3 separate regions of the Zea mays genome follow, and all the other regions are linked to region 3. The links are chromatin contacts, called in public Hi-C maps. All regions are on one chromosome and are shown on one strand. Each heading gives the region's core, a stretch centred on a gene start, on an enhancer-like site or on the middle of the called end of the contact. The rest is flanking DNA. Distances are from core to core; before and after follow the strand shown. Region 1 holds the start of LOC100278124. Region 2 holds the start of LOC100284749 (fasciclin-like arabinogalactan protein 8). Region 3 holds the start of LOC100384451.

What was found. A called contact is a pair of places that touch in the nucleus more often than the background predicts.
Region 1: a contact with region 3 is called in a Hi-C map of tassel, with 3 times the contacts expected there. The contact joins the promoter of LOC100278124 here to the promoter of LOC100384451 in region 3. A contact is called at or near these places in 3 of 25 Hi-C or Micro-C datasets (ear, leaf and tassel).
Region 2: a Hi-C map of endosperm shows a contact between it and region 3, with 2.4 times the contacts expected there. The contact joins the promoter of LOC100284749 here to the promoter of LOC100384451 in region 3. A contact is called at or near these places in 4 of 25 Hi-C or Micro-C datasets (bundle sheath, ear, endosperm and 1 more).

What each region holds. Positions count from the first base shown.
Region 1 is chr7:135,794,824-135,798,370 of Zm-B73-REFERENCE-NAM-5.0, reverse strand. LOC100278124 reads right to left here and starts at 2,087. Exons shown (of 4, transcript NM_001151503.2): 1 at 1,932-2,087; 2 at 1,433-1,663; 3 at 1-118. The coding sequence starts at 2,054. LOC103632906 reads right to left here. Exons shown (of 4, transcript XM_008654620.3): 4 at 2,959-3,057. The coding sequence ends at 2,959.
Region 2 is chr7:135,753,349-135,756,845 of Zm-B73-REFERENCE-NAM-5.0, reverse strand. It overlaps LOC100284749 (fasciclin-like arabinogalactan protein 8), which reads right to left and starts at 1,803. Exons shown (of 1, transcript NM_001370679.1): 1 at 746-1,803. The coding sequence starts at 1,713. The coding sequence ends at 907.
Region 3 is chr7:135,573,024-135,576,368 of Zm-B73-REFERENCE-NAM-5.0, reverse strand. LOC100384451 reads left to right here and starts at 1,992. Exons shown (of 8, transcript NM_001176987.2): 1 at 1,992-2,526; 2 at 2,956-3,023; 3 at 3,169-3,257. The coding sequence starts at 2,250. It also overlaps a transcript of LOC100285233 not described here.

The DNA.
Region 1 (3,547 bases), core at 838-3,337, 220 kb before region 3:
CTTCCACTTCGTCATCTGCTGACTTAGTCTCTGCTGGTACCTTTGAAATTGATATGTTATCTTGTGGTTCAATGAACATAGGGACTTCCACTCCCTCGTCTGCTGCTGGTTCTTGGTGCTACAAATGTACAAAACATATTGAATTGAGCCCGCTAGTAATTTCACAACATGCATATATTATGACTCAGAGTTTCTGCTTAGAATAAAATGCCGTATTATGGCATGGCAGTTTGTTCGTTCTTTTTTAGTTTTCTGCATTCTACCAGTGTTGAAATTTGTATCATCCTATTTGAGAATTCCACAACATGCATAAGCATTTGTCGATTGGATGACAACAGAAACCATAATCATAAATTAATGAATATCCACCGAAAGGTCTACAATTAGAAGAAACAACAGACTGGCAGTTGGTTAACTTTCAGTTTGCTGCATTGTGCCAGCATCAAATTTGACATCATCACTGTAGCGTAATGGACTTAATGGCAATAGTGATACCAAAAGTCATGGAAATATCCAAGATAGATTATTGTACAAACACAAAATGACAACTATATTTACTTTAGCATAATATAAAACTTTTCATTTACACTGGTTCACGTTGCATGCTTAGGCATTGAAATGTTCATGGACACATACAGAAGTAACAAGTAACTAAGTAAGAATGTTGGGTTGAAACAAAAATTAATACCAACTCGAAGTTACTTGGTGGTGAAACCAGTTTTTTCAGAACTACCCACCAAACTTATTGATACAATGATGGTTTTACGCAATTGGAAAGAGATAAAGAGCAGAATAGTTTGTCCAAAAAATGTGGCACGATCTCAGTTAGAAGCCTTGCAGTGGAAGAATAGGTGAAGCAGGTTGCTTGCACCACTTAGGAGTATGTGCAAGATGTCAGTATATTTTACTTAGGGCCTGTTTCAATGCAATAGAGCTAATAGTTAGCTGGCTAAAAAATTGCTAGTGGAATTAGCTGGCTAACTAGTAGCTGATTTTAGCTGGGTTGAACCAACTAACGAACTAATTGGTAGTTGAGGCCACCTTCTTTTCAACATGGAAATACACAGGTGTCCTGTGAGGTGTTGAGAAAAATGATATTATCAGAAGTCCCCCGCTTAACATTGGTTAGGTGGGACTTGGACCGGTACCAACGAAGTGATAACAGCGGATACAATGAGACGTCAGGGCATGAATGCTAACGGACAAAAGATGTGTCTTGGTTTGCAGGAAGATTCAGATTTTCAGATGTCAATCTCCACGTATTCACAATTGAAACTAGGTGGCCTTGCAGCAGTGAGGTCAAACTGAGAAACCATGGATGATGATGGGTCTTTAGTAGACATGTTGGGCAAACCATGCATGGGTCTTTCGATAAGGAGAGACCACGTGGTTACTGAGAGAGACCACAAAAAGAAATGAGGAATCACCCAACCTGAGGACGCTCATCCTCCACTTGCTGGCAATCAAGCTGCTGCTGGTCGTGGTGCTCCAGCAGCAGCTGGTGGTCGTGGTGCTCCAGCAGCAGCTGCTGGTCGTGGTGCTCCAGCAGCAGCTGCTGGTCCTGCTTCTGCTTCTCCTCGTCCTCAATCTCGAAGAGCCTGTTTTGCACAACCTCGTAGGAGCCTTCCTCCAGTAAGGGCCACGCATCAGGGCCCCCGTACACCTACAGCCATAGCAGTGGAAAAACCACAATTGATCGATCAGCTAGCGCATTCATTCATTCACACTCGAATTGAAGCGCCGATCGCCGCAAACACAAGAGAACGCCTTGGAACTGGCTGTCCAAGGCACAAAAAAAAGCAGCAGATTTCGGACCCCCAATCGATCCGCGGAGAAACAGGAAACCAAAACCCTACAACGCCGCCATAGCCCAACGATGCTGCTTGCAGGAAAAAAGAACTAAGAAGGGAGAGGACGTAATCGAAAATCACCTTGAGGAGATCAGCAACGACGGCGCTAATGTCGCGTGCGTCGTAGCCCATGACGACGAAGTGGTCGATGGCCGCGTCGATCCGGCGTTCGCCCTTCCTGGTCCGCCCCCGCCGCGTTGGCATTGCTCTGCTTCCCTTCTTTTAGGTTGTACGAACGGCTGTCGGCCTGATGCGACAGTGCTACTTCATGACTCGTGCTCCTACCTCTGGGGTTTTGCTCGTTTGGTACCGCCACAAATAGTCCTAGTCCATCTACACATGCTACGTAGCACTCACAACAGGGCTCTTGTATCATGAGCTTCAGCTCTGTTCTAGCTCTTCTAAATAAATATTTTCTTATGTTCAAAAAGAGCTTTTAAAGGATCACCCTATTTTATTATAAACATAACTCCTATTTTTATAGCAGAGGGAATGACATGAAGAACCGAAAAAGCATCTTTTTAGGCTTTCGGCTTCGCTTAGTTTCTAGGCACATCTTCTTCCTATTTTTATGGAGAAGTCAATAAAAAAGCCTACCAGACATATATAATGGAGAGACACTAAAATAGTTCTTCAAACATAAAAGACAATTAAAAGACTTTATTATACAATAGAGTGTATATAAAAATAGTGAATTAATAAATACAGAATTAAATGCTTTCATACAACATCAGATCGACAGAACAGAAGACGAATTCGTACAATTATAAATAATACTTCTGTTGCTATTTGGGTTACGAGCCAGAGACATCTCTTTATAGAGAGACAACACCACGATTTTTTTTTTGCAAATACCACTTTAAACACTTCAAAAGTCTCTATATATTAAATACTACCACTGTACATGTCCTAATAGATTATGTGGAGGAGCTGCTGACAGAGCCCTTGAAAGAACCTAGCAAAAAGGGCCTTAGGCGCTGTTTGGTTTTATTAGTCCTAGGACTAAAGTTTAGTCAAGAGACTAATCTTTAGTCCCTACCCTGTTTGGTTCTAGAGACTAAACATGAGCTAAACACAGTTAAAGCAGTATACAAATACCAAAATGCCCTCACTCTTGCCCCTGCCCCTGCTGCTTGCAAATAAGACTGTGCGCTGAGCTGAAACTGTGTTGCTGAACTGAACTGTGCTGCTGAGCATATATTTGAAACTGAAATATATTTGAAACTGAAATACAAACACCTGTGAACTGAAATATATTTCAAATACGACTGTTTACAAATGCGACTGTGAAATATATTATAAATCAAATGCCACCAAAAGGAAACTGCAACTGCTTGCACAACAGAAGCAAAAATTACAAGATCTCTCTCGTTTCATTGCATCCAATATGAACAAACCACAAATATATTTTAAATATATTTCAAATATTCCAAATGCCAAACTGAGAAGCTGCCACAAATGAGTTTCAAATAATAGAACAGTCCAGAACGATACACAAATTTATTACACACAATGCATTTTACATTCTACTAAACAAACCATCACATATCCATTCTCGAAATTCATTCATATTGTAGTCGTCTTCACCTTGAACTGAAACGACGTCTTGACTAATTGCACCGGCAGTAGATGACTCACCAATTTCAGGAACATAATTCTCATCATGGTCACACAAATCAAAGTCCTTGTCTCCCAGA
Region 2 (3,497 bases), core at 554-3,053, 180 kb before region 3:
GATGATACTGGCGTAGTGGCGTTGCGTGGACTGATCGATGGCCGACGGTGCAAAGTACTTTCCAGCACCAAAAGATGTTTGGGCTATGCAGGGAGGATGACGCAGTGGGCGGGCGGTGCCAGCGTCAGAGGCCCACCGTTTCGTCGGTGGCGCACTGCTCGCTTTCGTGCTCCATCGCACATGATCGGCGCCAAGAATAGAAGCCCCGTGGAGCTCACGGTTCCGCAGTGCTGCGTCAGCCCTCCAGGCTCCAGGGCTCTGGTACTCTGAGCCAACACTTGGGCCTTGTTTTTATTACTGCCACACTCCACTTGTCTTTTATTGGCAGTAGTATAGGCGTAGTATACTTTTGTGGTGTGTGGCTCGGGTTGTTTGACCTGCGATGAGTGTCGAATGAATGGCATCCACCGACAACTGGGGGCGCAAGAAATGAATGCGTAGGGGCGGCACTCGCTTCGGAGATCCGGCGATGCATTTGTTTATGCGCTCCGATGAAGGCCGTAGCAAGTCAGATTTCGTTAGTGAGATTTGACCATGAACATTAGAAATTGGCGTACCATACCAGCGATTTTAACCTACGATAACAAGGAAACCACCAGAAGCTCGTCGCCGTCAGACAGAGCAGCAATTCAGTGCCCCGACCTCACTCGTCCGTCATCATCATAACCAAAAATACAAACACCTCCTGATAAACACGCGCTGATCCTCACTCTAGTTGTGGTAACAGGTAGAACTAGAAAAAAAAAGGCAAGAAGAAACATCTAAACCGAAGCAGGCATACACTATTTTCTCCCGATCGAGAAAAAAAAAAGCACAAACCTCGCAAATACGCCATCACAAACCACGATCGCACGCCAATGGATCAACACCGGAAGAAAAAACTAAAGGCACAAACAACACCGATCGCTAAGCCAATGCTGAGGCCGCGGCCAGCGCGGCGGCGAGCCACCACAGAGCGCACGGCGCGCCGGCGGCCGCGCTCTTCTTGGCGTCCTTCTGGTCCACGGGAGCCGCGTTGTCCTCTGCGGCGGGGCCGGGCGCGTCGGCCGCGGCGGGCGGCGGGTGGCGCCGGCCCGCGGCGGCCTTGCCGGGCCTGGGCGCGTCCGCGACACTAGCGGGGGCGGGGGCGGGCGCTGGCACCGGCGCCGGCGCGGGCTTGAAGAGCTCCACGGGCTCCACCACGGCGCTGATGACGTAGATGGCGAGCGGGTCCTCGTCCAGCGCCGTGGACTTGACCCGCGCGGGCGCGGAGGCGGCCGTGGCGATGGTGACGACGTCGCCCCGGTTCTGCACCGTGAAGTTGAAGTTCCTGGCGGCGCCGTCGGTGGCCAGCGTGTTCATGGGCCCGTTGTTGGACTTGAGGCTCCCCAGCGAGTAGTGCACGGGCACGGCGTGGAACAGCAGCAGCTCCGCCTTGCCGTCCGCGCTCAGGTTCCTGTACTTGGGCAGGAAGGCGCGCACGGCGTCGTCGGAGGGGCAGAACACCGTCATGCCGCCCTCCACGGCCGACTGGTACGTGGACGACGCGTCGGGGGACGCCGCGATCAGGCCCGCGAACGCCTTGCACCCGCCCTTGGCCATCTCCGCCGTCACGTTCGGAGGCGGCGGCGGCGGCGGCGGCGGCACGGGAGCCTTCGCCACGGCCGCCGCCGCCGTGGTGGTGGCGGCGGCTGCGAGGGCGAGGGACAGGAGGATCGCGGCAGCGCGGCGCATTGTGTGGGCGGGGCGAGAGCGCGGAGCGGAGGTGCGGCCGGCTGGGCGCGGTGCTTGCTATGCCTATGCGTGCGCGTGGGAGTGAGGGACTGAGGGGAGTCCGGGAGTGGGAGCACCGGAGCAGGATGGATAGTGGTGGCGTGCACTTCAGCTCCTTGTGTGAGCGTGATACCACTGGCCCCTGCTGTTCAAGTTATTTGCAAGGCATGCCATTGTTTTTTTTTCCTTCTGTCATTGTAGCAGGTTATTGATCCTCTGAACAGTCTTTTTTCTTGTCCCGCTCCTACCATATTTTCCTCTTTGGTCTTGATTTTTGGTGCCGTGCAACGCCATTCCTGATCTGCCCAGCACCATCAACACCCATCTCATGAATGGATGAACCATACACATTAGCTTGTCCGCTTCTTGGCTCTAGCTAGCTGTGCATACATATGCTTTTCGAGCATGCCAATAAACAGCCGAGAAGAATGATGACCGGCCCAGTGGCCCACAGCGAGCGAAACAGAATTCACACGCCTACTAATTGCGTGTGCTCTGCCGTGCTCCGGTGTCTTATGATAACGCTACCCACGCATCAATTGGCCGGTCATCAAATGTTTATACGGGCGTAGTACACGGACTGCCTAGTGTAATCCAAATCCATACGCTCACCGGCCCCAGACATGCAATGTGGGCAAACAGTTGCTAGCTAGACCATCCTCCTCCTCCTCCTCCTCCAGATCTTAGCTTCCAACGGCTGCGTAGGACTGTGCCTGTGAAGAAGCTTCTTTTGTTTTTTTTAGTTTAAAGGTGGCGGATTTGCGCTGCGTTTTCCAGGGTCAAAAGGCCATCTCTGTCTCTAGATCCGGTCCGTGGCTTTCTCGACGGCCATCAACGGCCGTGTGCCGGGTGCATCGACGACGGCTGCTGAAGCAGAATGGCCCCTGGGCTGGGCGGTGCAAAGTGCACGTGCCGGCGTCGCTTTCCGCTGGATCCCCGGCGACCGCAGGCGAGGGTAAGTTGAGCTGCAGCCGCGCTAAAGCACAAAAAGCTCCGATCGAATCCGATGCAGCTAGATGGCTTGTGTGCCCGGCGAAACCAGCTGTGGTGTTGGCGGACTGGCAGGCGGCAGCGGCCCGGCCTCGATGTGCCACAAGGTGAGGACTCAGACACGAGTGACTCCTTTAGTAGCAAGGATAATGTAGACGATTGAGGACCTGACCTATATCGGAGGGGATTAGAGGAGTTAAAAATTTCTTCCTATTTAATTTTAAATACCAAGTGGATTTCAGTCCATCTAATCTTCTTCGATATTCTTGCTCCCAAATAAGCCCTCCGGGTAAGGGATTTTGGCATTTCCACCTCCTCCATTATCCTTGCTCCTAAACAGGTTCGATAGGGTCATATGATTCGAATCGACCCCAAATTCCCCACCGCCCTCGACGCCTGCAGCCGCGACGTCGCAGGTGTAGTGTGGTCCAGTAAAGCGGTGAAGCCAACAACAATGTTCTATGTTTACGCCTCCGCGCGAGCGGAGAAGCATGACAAGCATGCATCAGCAACTAGCAGTTTGCTGGCTCGGGTCAGATTGTGAACACATAGTGTCGGCGTTTCGAGACCGGGGGGTCCCTAAGCCGACGAGTGAATGTGCCACGTGCCCCAGCCCAGATGGGTCGAGCGCGTGGGCGAGCGCGAAGGGGGGAAGCGAGGTGGCCGAAGACGGGCGTGAGAGAGGTGGAAATCCCGCGGCCTTCGTGTTCGTCCCGCGCCCAGGTCAGGTGCGCTTGCAGTAGGGGGTTACAAGC
Region 3 (3,345 bases), core at 743-3,242:
TCAAAATTGAGAAACACATATGTATGCATTTTTTTTTCAGAAGGCGTTACTTTATTTGTCCGACTGCTGTGTTGAGCACTGCTACACAGCCAGTGCTTTTGTGTTAGTACGTCTGAGGCAGAGGCAGAGCACCGCTTGCTTGCTGGAAAACGCAGGACGCCGGCTGCGTTGGTTTCTATGATGACGCGATTATTGCGTCACCTTTGGAATGCGTGGTGATTGTTCTATTGCTATGGTTTATTTGCTCCCACCTGTTGCTATAGTACGTGGATTGTCTTTCAAGCTCCTTGGTGTCAGTGTTGATGCATTGGTGATACAGATATAGGGAGTAGTGATAGTCGTAGAGTGGAAGTAAACCACCTTAGGGCCTGTTCGATTCTGCAGGAACGCACCAAGAATTGTTCCTGTTGATAAAAACTTATACAAATTAGAAAAGCAATCTGGCCAGTAACAGTTCCGGTAGTCCATTCCATATCAACCGAACGAGCCCTTACTCGGTTAATGAATGCATCTTGGATCCGTTCCAAATGAAATCAACCTCTAAGTAGGAGTAACTCCTAATTCGAATTATTTTAATTTTGATCGAATTTATAGAAGAAGGAGAAAAAACATTAATATCTGCGAGACCAAATCAATACCAGCACTAGACGCATCATGAAATAACGTTGCATAATATGCTTATTTTGGTGTTGTAAACGATCTTACCATCTCCCATAAAGTTGGTCAAGTACAATATAGTTTGGCATAGTTCTAAGAAATGGTTTTATTTTTAGGGAGGAGATAGTAACAGTGAAAAGCACCGTCTCTTCTTCGCAGAAACGGCACTCTAGGTGGTAGAGCTCGCTTGAAGGGTGGCTACCAACGGGGAGAGTGGGGGAGCAAGAGCGCGCGTGTCAGGTTCATCCTGTACTGACTCATCAGTTCACGCCTTGCCATGTCTGATCGTGTCCTAGACGATAATAAGTCGACAGGTTCAGGCTAGGTTAGACAGCTGCTCCCAGAAGTGTTTGTTTGACAGAAGAAAACCTTACGTGTCAATTGTGACGACCGCGTGCCAGCTGCTTATGCAAGTATAACCCTGATAATCAGACAAGTTTTCTGTTGAAGACGATACCAGAATCTTACCGCTATTGCTCCAACCCAGTGCCAGTTTGGTAGCACGCCAAATGTGATGCCGTTGCGAGAAGAAGAGCAATCTCGCAGCGATTGGTCCAGAGCAAACATTCCTCTCCCTATACGCAAAGCGATGCCTGGCTCCAGCCAGGGGTGGCTCACTGGCCTTTCTCAAGCTGAAGACGATGAGGCCCCCCTCGGTTTTTGGATGGCTCCATGGGATCCATGCACAGAAGCAGCCCCACGGACATTCCGGCTGTCATCCACTCCTTTTTTTTTAACTTTCCCATTTGTGGCATCTTATTTCTCTTTGGCACTTGGCAGGCCAGAACATTCAAAAGTGCCGTGCGGGTCATAGCCTAATCCTGCCCCACATGCCAGTGTCACTAGTTGCAGATGACCCGTTTTTTCTCTGATATATCTCCAGTCTCATATATCTCAGTCTATCTTATATATAAGCCGGAATTTTTATTAGCAATCTCAAAATCTTCTGGCAGCACAAACCGACGTTAACAGACTTTTTCTTTGTTGAGAACCTATCTTTACAATATACATCTTTTAAATTTAAAACATTTATCTTTTAGATATTAGCACTACACTAGTTAATGCTTTAAAATTGGGTTCGGACAAAACTAGATGCACTCGACTCGCATCTGTAGTTGTCCAATGCGCGTGCTGAAGTCAAACCGGAGGCTTCCTGCACCGAGTCCATGTCCACTGTTCCCCCGACATACAGACCCCGCACATTGGTTTTCCCCTCACAGGCCCGTAGCCTCTGCCCACGCAGGGTCTCAGGCCTCCCTCTCGGCTCTTGCACACGGACAGGCCCCGTGCGCGTACAAATAAGCCAAGCTGGGCGGCCATCCACACGGGCGCGAACTTGACACGCGCCCCCTGCCCCGCCGCCGCAGTTCTCACCTCTCACGGCCACGCCGGCACGTCCGCTCGCGCGCACACTGTTTTTTTTTTCTTGGTAAGGGCCGGCGGCCGGGCCGATAATCGTAAAGGAAGGCGAGGCAATACACCCACCGAGAGAGAAGAACTAAGCTTTGGACACGGAAGATCGCAAGAGCCTCAACCACACTATTCAGGTGGCCTAGGACTCTACGAGGGACGTTCGTCGTGCCTCGGATGAGATGGGTGGCGGCGGCGGAGGAGGAGGAGGCGGGAAGTCCGAGAAGGCGCGGCGTTCGTCGGCGCGGGTGAGGTTGTGGGTCGCGCGCGCCAGCACCGTGCTGCTCTGGACGTGCCTCGTCCAGCTCGCGGCCTACCGGGAGCTCTGGGCGCCCAGCGTGCTCTCCAGGTGGCCTGGCTGCCTCAACCAGCCGCACGTCGTGCAGAGGCCATCGGAGCGTGTGGCGGACGCCGGCCAGACGCAGGCAGCGCGCGCTTTGGTGGTGCTCCCACCCAAAAGTAAGTTGGTGGCTTCTTGGTTCATGTTTTTTTTTTGTTTTTGGAATCAAGCTTCTCTTCTTCCATTGGTCAGGAATTTCTTGGTTCTGTCCTTCCCCTTTGAGAACTTTCGGTGTGAGTCGTTTCTCCCTTCTTACCGCGAAGAGATCATCTTCTCCCCACAACCTCCCCCCTCAGTGAACTTTGAATTGTCTAATCTTTCTCATTTCAGTTGCAGTGTACGTATTCGATGTAGGTTATTTCTAGTCCAATTCAATTCTGTGTTCGCTTTGTCTAGTCACCGGCCAATTTATTTGCCGGCCTAGCTCTGCAGATTAATTCCATTTGACCGCTCCATGTATTTTTCATGACTTCATGTACCTACGCATTACGTCAAGGCACCAGTAAAAGCATGGACGATCGTTTGATTTTTACCAATACTACGTGCAGGAATCTACAGGAACAACGGCTATCTGATGGTCTCCTGCAACGGCGGGCTTAACCAGATGCGAGCAGCAGTAAGCACTGTGTATCGAAATCTAAATACAATTGTCACAAGTTACATCTATGAATGTCTGCCATCGTTAAGCTTTATAATGTGTCTGATACTGAAAATTCAGGCCTCAAGGTTCCACCTATTTCTTGTTGTTGTTGTTGAGACAGATTTGTGACATGGTAACCATCGCAAGGTATCTGAACGTTACTCTCATCGTACCGGAGTTGGATAAGGCTTCATTTTGGGCTGATCCCAGGTACTATTTTCCTTTCTTTCTTTCTATACCGATTCTCTTTTCTGTTCCCTTTCTAAAAAGAACCGTTTTCTTCGGTTTATTCTTTCGC